Linked DNA regions of Anser cygnoides: all the other regions are linked to region 3. The links are chromatin contacts, called in public Hi-C maps. All regions are on one chromosome and are shown on one strand. The core of a region is the stretch at or near the end of the contact, and the rest is flanking DNA. Distances in the headings are between cores, read along the strand shown.

Region 1 (2,788 bases), core at 17-2,516, 290 kb after region 3:
CTCCATTGCCTATGTACACATACAGATCAGATGTTCATCCTTTATGTTCAAAAGACTGAAGAATCTTTTCATGTGCATACATACAGAAAGATGACAATTACACCAATTACACCAAGAACATCAAGTAACTACAGTATGGGGATCCTGGTCTGAAGACCGGTTATATTGACCATAGACGTTTCATTTTAAACCTGGACTTTATTCATTGCGTTTCTCTGCATAATTTCTCTGCTGTTTGCCAGCGTTTGACATGGAAACCCAGCCTGATGTTCTGCTCGGAGCCACAATTAACCCCTGCTACTGCTAACAGGGCTGCACACTGCTGCGTGTGCCTGCTGTGGGAGTCCCACGTCTGAACGCTGCGATCTTACTACCGCGTAGCATTCGCTGAGCAGAGAGCAAAACGCTTTCCTTCGTTTCAGTACTGAGCAGAGCCTTTGCTGGGTATAGAAATTGTGCCAGCTTTTGTGGAAAAAAAAAATAATAATTTTAAGACCAGTTGAAGTCCCTTTGTAGGGATCTCCAGCAGATGAACCGGCCTGTGTCGATACCAGAGGTTTTAGCACCAGTTGCAATAAATGGGTGCATCTCCGCAGGTCAATGGGCGCATCTCCTGCGGGATGCGTGCCCCCAGAGCTGGGCAGACCTCACACCACCGTGCTCGCGCCCATCGTAATTCCCAGCTGCACAAGGTGTGGGTGCTCCCTGGGCTCCTTCTGGGAAGCGGGGTGTCGGAGAAGCCGTGGCTCCAGGGACGTCGGAGCCGGGCGAGCCCCACGCGGGGTGCGAGGCCAAGGCGGGACGCGGCGATGCCACGGGGACACCCACCCTGCTGGCACCTCCAGCGGGAGGTCCTTTGGGGGGCACCTGGCCTCGACCTGACCCAGAGGGGTGCAAGGAGCCGGGATGGGCGAACCGCGCCGCGTCCCTGCGGGCGAAGCACCCCAGAAGCGGACAAAGGGGACACCCACGAGGGGGTGCCCGGGGGGGGGGGGGGGGGCTGAGTCTCCGCTGCCCGGCCCGATTCTCCCCCCGTACCCCCGGCTACCTGCATGCCGCCGCCCTCGGCCTCCGCCTCGGTCCGCAGCCTCTTGCTGTGGCCGCCCTCGGCGCCGTCCCCGCCGGGCATGGGCTGCTCCGGCTCCGGCTCCCGCTTCACGCCGCGGGCGGCCCCGCCGTTACCGCCGGCGGCCAGGAGCTGCGCTGCTGCTGCTGCTGCTGCTGCTGCGGGGGCTGGCCGCCCTCCGCCATCCGCGCCGCCGGAGCCCCGGCCGCCCCCCGCCGCGGTGGCCCCGCTGTCAGCACGGCGCCCGGCCCCGCCGGAGGACGACGACGACGACGACGAGGAGGAGGAGGAGGAGGAGGAGGATCGGGGAAGGGGACGGGGAGGGGGGGGGGGGGGGCGCCGCGGCCCCGGAGGCGGCGCGGGCGCGGCGGGCTCGGAGCCACCGGAGCGGCTCGGGCACGGGGAGGGGCCGAAGCCCCTCGGCAATCTCCGGAAGCGCCCGCCCGGGGAGCCGAAGCCGCGCGACCCCCGCTCGGCAACCTTCGGAGGAGGCGGAGGCGGGCGGGGCGAGAGGGGCGGGGCCGTGGGGGAAGGGGGCGTGGCTATACGAACTATAGGAAGGGGGCGGGGCCGCCGCGGGGAGCGGGGCGGCCGGGAGCGAGGCCGCGAAAATGGCCGCCGGGGGCCGGCTGCGGGCGCGGCGCGGGGAGGGGGCGGGCGGCGGCTTGAAGTGTGGTGTTTGTCATTAAAAGGCGCTTAAAGTGGGGCGTTCCTGTCACGGGGTGACAGAAAACAGAGGCTCGTCTCCTCCAGTGGCAGGGGAATGTCTTACTCGTGCCGCTCGTTCCGGGAAAGGCATTCCCATCCTCATCCTCGTGGGGGGCGGAGGTTGCAGGGGACCCCCCAGGGACCCCCAGAAACTTCGGCTGATCTCTCTGGGGAGCCGGCCTGGACCAAAGCCAGCAGTAGACGGCTCGGAGGCACCACCCAGGGGCGCTCCTCTCGCCCCGTGATGCCCGATGCTCCCGTCGAGGACCGCTGGAGGAAGGCATTTCCCCCTGTCCTCTGCTCCCACCTCCGCCAGCCCCGGTGGGCGCCCAGAGCACGCGGGTCCCTCGGCGAGTTGTTTTCGGCTGGTGTTCCCCGCACAGAGCCCCCAGCCCTGGGATGGGGTGCCCACAAAGAGCCGAGGACAGCTGCCACGACCCCACAACCAAACAGGCCTGCAGCTGCTGCACGCCTTGCTTGCTCTCTGACATGACTGCCATGATGCTTCATCTCATTGTTTTCTCTGGCTCTTTCCATTTCCACTTAAAAAAAAAAGATTAATGAATTAATCTTCACAGTATGCGCGTGGGGTAGGTATTATCTCCATTTAACAGAAGGGATATGAGGCATTCCTGAAGTCACAAAAAAGCTTTTGAGCTGGGACTACAAACTTAATCTGTTGGTTTCCTTTCACACAACCCAGCTGCCTCTTAGGTATTTGTATGTGACATCTGAGACATACTGAACAGACAGCTGACTCTTCTCTTAACCCTTTCTCTCTGCCGCACAGCGCTCCTGCCTACGGCTCCTACTCACCATGATTTTACGCATGAGCTTGCAGAGCGCTTGTCAGTGCCTGGACTTTGGCAGGTCAGCGAGAGGCAACTATAAGAAATGTTACCTCTCAGAAGCTGACGTGAAGAGCGTCTATATGAACACATTCATGTCGTTTTAGATTAAAGCTGATTTGGTTTGTTTTGCCTTTTTTTTTTTTCCCCAGAAAGACACCCTGTG
Region 2 (2,700 bases), core at 12-2,511, 400 kb after region 3:
CCTTCTGCTGCTCAGCCGTTCGTCCCTGCCCTGCTCACGTGTTGAGCTGTAACCCAGATGGCCACAACGCCGCCGTGGTGCAAGCGTTGCTGTCAGGCATGGGGGCAGCCACCTGCACACCTATTGGCTCGTGCCAATTATCACAGGCTTGCCTGTGTACTTACTGCAGAGTTAGCTGCAAAAATTGCAGACATAGCAGGCGTTTAACGCAAGAACATGGCAGCCACGGCAGATTTTGCAAGGCCCCACACAGGGAAAACAGTGCTGCACCTAAACACGCTGGTTAGGGAGCTGTGAACTCCCTCAGGCCAAGGAAAACACAAGTTAAAGCTCTGAGTGCCCTTTTCATGTAAAACATAAGCTCATGCAAAACGTAAGTTTTGTGCCTCCTTCCATGTTGGGTTTCAGGCTTTCCATTATTTGTCTTTTTCTCCCTGGATGACCCCAGTTAATGTTGGTTGTGGTTCGTCAGTTTGGTCTGTTTAGTGCAGCTGTTTTGGGGCTGCTCTGTAGCCTGTTTGCCCAGAATCAGCCACAACTCCTATGGCAGCACTACAGGACCGTGAAAACACTTGAAAAAGCAGTATAATCGGCATCGTTAATCCAGCGGATAACATCCAGGAATATTTTAACTGGCAAGAGCACAACAACAGTTTTATCGATCACAAACATTGCTTCTGCTACCGTGAGGCTGTCAAGAGCTCTGGCCCAAGAGCGCACGGTGCTAGAGCTGCAGAGACACAGCGTGAGCCTGCGGGGAGGTACAAAACGCGCGTTAACGTCGCTCTGTGTTTTTTGGGGGGACACTTAGCCCCGAGAAGCGATGAAGGGCGTTACCGGAGCCTCGCCGTGCCCCGGGGCTCGGCGCTGCCGGGCACTTACTGCGCGTGGAAGTCCACCACGACGGGCTTGGCGCTGTTGACCACCCGCTCCTGGAAGTCGCCGCCGTCCTGCACGTTGAAGGCGCTCGGGCGGGCCGCGGAGGTGCCCAAGGCCCTGCCGGGGCCGGCCAGCAGCCGACGGAGCGCCAACCTCTGCGCCATCTGCGGGGAGAAGAGGGGGGCGTCAGGGCGGGGGGGCGGTCGCGATCCCCGTCCCGATCGCGACCCCGCTCCCTATCGCGGCCGCGGCCCCGCACCTCGCCCTGCCCGCAGGTGCCCAAACCCGCTTCCGGCCGTCTCTGCGGATGGAGCCGCCCCCCCCCGCCCCGTTTGCGGGAGCTCAGTGGCTGCCGCTGCTGTCACTCGCACCCAGCCGCCGGCTTGGGGCGGAGCAGGCTGCTCCGCGGGGACCTTTTTCGTGCCCCCTGGGGGAGCTTTGTCGCGCACCCCCGCGATTCATTGGGATTTAGGGGACCGGCCCCGCGTGGAGCCCCCCCGGGGGACGCACACGAACGCGTGGGGATAACAAAGGGGCAGGAAAGCGCAGCCCACCACCCAGCCAGCCCTTGGGAGAGGGGTTTTGGGGTGAGCGGAGGGGAGAGAAAGAAACAGGACGAGCGTTTTGTCACCAAAGTGCACCTGGAACTTTCTTGTCGGGATGCAGTGCAAAGAGGAGGGGTGGCGGACATGCTTTATAAAACGGGGTGTGTGGGGGGGCTTTTTAGGGTGTTTGGTACAGAGAAGAAATGTTTGGACAGCAGGCCCACAGTCAGTGTGAGTCTCTCTGCCCTAGGACTGGAGGCAGGCTGCTCAGCCGCGTAGGGCGAAGGGTCTCTTGTAGTGCTCTCCTGGAAATGAGAAATTATCCCCGCCGGACTTAACTAAAAACCCACCACCCCTCTGTGCCCACCTCCGGCACCGCCCTAAATCAAAGGCAGCAAAAATACCGTGCAGTTTGCCCAGAGAACCACTTCTGGATTCGGTACACAAACAGATCCCGAAGCACTCGCAGCACCCAGGGAGCAGCGCGCCCGCACCAGGCTGCCACGGGACACGAGCAAGTCACCTCACAAGAGGGAGGTGACAATGTAAGTCACCCAAACGTCCCTCAAATCTCCCCTTTTGGACCCCTGGATGTCGCTGCAGATGCTGGCCTAGGCTATAAACACCACCTTCAGGCAACTCTGAGCACTGCAAGGACAAAGCGGGCGCCTCAGCACCGCCGGATTTCAGGCCCTGCCTTGTCCTTGGGAGCACGTCGGTCCTTTCTGTAACAGCAAGATCTGAGCAGGTCTTTGGCAAGTCGTGAACGGCAGAAGAAGGGATGGGGATGGAAGAGGCGCGGGGGAGAGGGGAGAGCCCTGCCGGGGATCTCTGTTACAGTACTGGCACAGCAGCACCCGTGGGTTTCCGCGCGGCGGGAGAAACGTTAGAGTTCGTCCTTGGCGTTAACGAGATGCTGCAGCGGGCGGACGGGTACGACGTGGTCCTTCAGCAGCTGGTCCCCGTCGGGGAGTTTGTCACCTGAGAAGTCCGCGGCAGCAAAATCCTCCAGCAGGCCGGCTGCTACCGCGTGGCGCCGGAGCCTCTCGCTCCCCGCCAGTCCTTGCATCCTCGCGTAGCCCTGCTGGCAGAAGGGAGGCAGCTTCTGGCGGGTGAGGGCGAAGAGGAAACAGGATTCTGCCAGGGAGAGCACAAAAAAGTAAATGAGACTCACCGGAGACACCCTGTAGAGAACAATTCCCAAAGGCTTTTGGGAACACGCACGCAGCACCAGCACTTTTTACTGTCCGGGGAGCACATCGGAGAGGTGTGACTG
Region 3 (2,756 bases), core at 100-2,599:
CTACAGGAAAAGCCTGGCTGAGTCAGGGTGGAAGCGCTGAGTAATCCTTCCTGAGCCTGCGCCGCTCACCAGATGTCTGCCCCGGTCCCAAACCAGGCGTGGGGCACGTTTCCTCTGGGACAGTTTTCTAGCCCCCTGCAGCTGGGGTGTAAGTGTAGGGCCAAGGCAGCACGTGAGGTGCACGGCTTGGGTGGCAGTGCCCGCTGCTGCAGCGCTGGCTTTGAGTGCCCCGCTCTTTTGGCTTGAACACAAAATTTGTGTTTTCCCAAAGCACAGCTGGACAATGCATCTTCCATCCCGGCTAGCTGTGCTTCCAGCAGAGCTGCAGATGGAAAAGAAGGGTCCCACTTCATCTGTTGGCTGCCTCCTCGACCACCGAACCAGACAAAACAGCAGAGAAGCCAGCTACTGGCAGCAGCGCCTTGACCAACTCTCCTTTGCTAAATCAGAAATTATTTGCCTTTGCAAATCTCTGCACGTTTCCTCAGAGTTTACCCCAAGTCTCGCACCACATCTTTGCAGTCCTCCACACACAGCAGCTATTTCCAGCCATCTGGGTGTGGAGGAGATGGAGCTGCTGTGGGCAAGTGGCCCCTGCTGTTACCGCAACCGTGTGCAGGGCGTTTCAGGAGGTAACAGCAGGGGCCACTTGCCACACAAACACGGTATTTTTGCCATCATACCGGAGAGCAGAAAGGATTTCTCCATGCGTTGGTGCAGGCACACCTGTGCTGGCTCTGTGCATGGAGACAAGGTGAATTCAGCAGGGTCTGGTGCTGTGCAGCTGTACTTGTGGCACTTGCAGACTCGAGCTGGTGCACGTGCCACAGCACCTGCATCACCCTGGGTGCCCAGGACTGGCGCAAAGCCCAGCGTCCTACTGTGCAGAGCTCCTCATCCCGTGGCCAGCAAGCTCTGTGTTACGTGAGAGGCTATGAAGATGCTCACTGCCATGGGAAATGAAACGTTTGCACCGGAGGCTTGCTAGAGCAGGTTAGGACAGATGTAGTGTGAGCTCCAGAGGCAGGGCGCAGCTGGGACACAGATGGGTGTAGGGAGAGGCGGCTGCCCACCCTGCCACGGGCATTGCCCCCATAAACCCACCCCTCCTTGCCCAACCCCGCCGCCCCAACACCAGGAGCCCCCCCCCGGGGAAGGAGAAGTGGCCGGGCATCCTCTTGTTTGCGCTGAGCTGTCACGAAGCATCGGGTGACTTCCTCCTGCCTTCCGAGGCTGGCCTCCTTCTGGGGGGCGAGGCAGGGCGACAGCCACGCTGGGAAGGGAAGTGCAGTGTGTTGCAAGAAGTTTGTGCTCACACTGAGGTCAGCGGTTCGGCTGCTCACGTGGCTCGTCGGTATAAAGCTGGATGCGGGAGCTGGGCTGCCCAGCTCAGACGCCTCGCCGTCCTGGGAGCAGAGGGGAAGGAGGAGCGCGAGCAGGAGAAAACAAACAGCAGGGAAACGACGTGGAGAAACATGGAAACTTCCCAGAAACAGAGCTCTGAAAGGTGAGAGCGGGGCAAGGGAGAAAGGGTACGTTTTAGCTGAAAGAGTAGTGCATTGCTCCTTCTGCTTTTAAGCACGGTGTTCCTGTTTCTGCTCTGCAGGGAGCAGCTTGCTCCTCCTCTCCCCTCTGGATGGAGTCTGTCAGTATTCCCCGCTCCGGACAGCGACTGGGATGCTGGCACCCCAGTCCCTGGCTCTCGGGATCTCTCTGCTCCTTTTCCTGCCGCCCCAGGCTCCCCGCTTTTCCTAGAGAGCTGAGATCTGTTTTTGCTGGAGGGGAGCCACAACTCTGATGTCTGTCCCGCTGCTTTTCCCCAGCATGTCTCAGGACCTGTCGGAGCTCTTGAAGGAAGCCACCAAGGAGGTGCACGAGCAGGCGGAGAACACACCCTTCATGAAGAACTTCCAGAAGGGGCAGGTGTCCCTCCACGAGTTTAAGGTATGATATTAACATCAGAGCAGCATAGCTCGGGTACGGGATTTCCTCACCAGGAAGCACGCTGTTGGATGGGACAGGATGCGTGGGGACTAAAGCAGGGTGGAGGGGGGCAGCATCAGCATCTCCTGTGCAAAACAAGCCACAGCACCCTCCTATCCTACCAGCCCCTCCTGCAGGATGCAAGGCAGGGCTGTGCCTTTCGGGATGGGCAGCCGAGCTGAAGCAGGAAAAAAAGACAGTGAGACTGAAGGGATTAATCTAACTGCTTTTATGAGTCTTCATAAATGCCTGCATGTTAATTAGTGGCAAAGGCGGTTAATGGAGATGTAACAATGTGCAGATATGCGAGTGGCTTAAGCGTCAAGAATGGAGCGCGCTAAATTTAGAGCACCCTGAGCAGTTACAGCTAGAAATAATGGTGGGCTAGCGATAAAGTGAGGCTGTGAGATCAAGTCGGGCCCCAAACCTTGCAGTGGTTTAGTTGTCACTTGGGTTATAGCAGGCTGAGATCAGGAACAAATTGCTCAAAGGCACTGAACTTGAGCAAGCTGTATCTGCTGCTAGCAGGTAGGAGCCTGTTGCTTTTCTTGAAATATTAAGAGTTATTTGCAGCTACTAGTCTGTGTCTAACCTGGCTATAGGGGATGCCTGGGATCTGAGCTACATAACAAAGCCATGAGCCAAACCGAGGCAAACACCTGGGCTAGAAATTCCCGGCAGGCCAGAGGAACTGACGCATGGGTTTGCAAATAACAGCCAGTAATCCGACCTGTGGCTTAATTACTTTGTTGTTGAATCGCTCCTTGATAAAT

Evidence for each region. Hi-C and Micro-C count contacts between places; a contact is called where the count stands out from the background.
Region 1: a Hi-C map of liver shows a contact between it and region 3, with 3 times the contacts expected there. The contact joins the promoter of RBFOX2 here to the promoter of HMOX1 in region 3. A contact is called at or near these places in 3 of 7 Hi-C or Micro-C datasets (granulosa cells and liver).
Region 2: a contact with region 3 is called in a Hi-C map of liver, with 2.4 times the contacts expected there. The contact joins the promoter of TXN2 here to the promoter of HMOX1 in region 3. A contact is called at or near these places in 2 of 7 Hi-C or Micro-C datasets (both in liver).

What each region holds. Positions count from the first base shown.
Region 1 is chr1:56,592,893-56,595,680 of Taihu_goose_T2T_genome, reverse strand. RBFOX2 (RNA binding fox-1 homolog 2) reads right to left here and starts at 1,266. Exons shown (of 15, transcript XM_066996780.1): 1 at 1,206-1,266; 2 at 1,049-1,203. The coding sequence starts at 1,251.
Region 2 is chr1:56,485,705-56,488,404 of Taihu_goose_T2T_genome, reverse strand. TXN2 (thioredoxin 2) reads right to left here and starts at 1,261. Exons shown (of 4, transcript XM_048048298.2): 1 at 1,139-1,261; 2 at 883-1,043. The coding sequence starts at 1,043. FOXRED2 (FAD dependent oxidoreductase domain containing 2) reads right to left here. Exons shown (of 9, transcript XM_066996741.1): 9 at 1,428-2,561. The coding sequence ends at 2,311.
Region 3 is chr1:56,883,785-56,886,540 of Taihu_goose_T2T_genome, reverse strand. It overlaps HMOX1 (heme oxygenase 1), which reads left to right and starts at 1,349. Exons shown (of 5, transcript XM_013181078.3): 1 at 1,349-1,507; 2 at 1,824-1,944. The coding sequence starts at 1,476.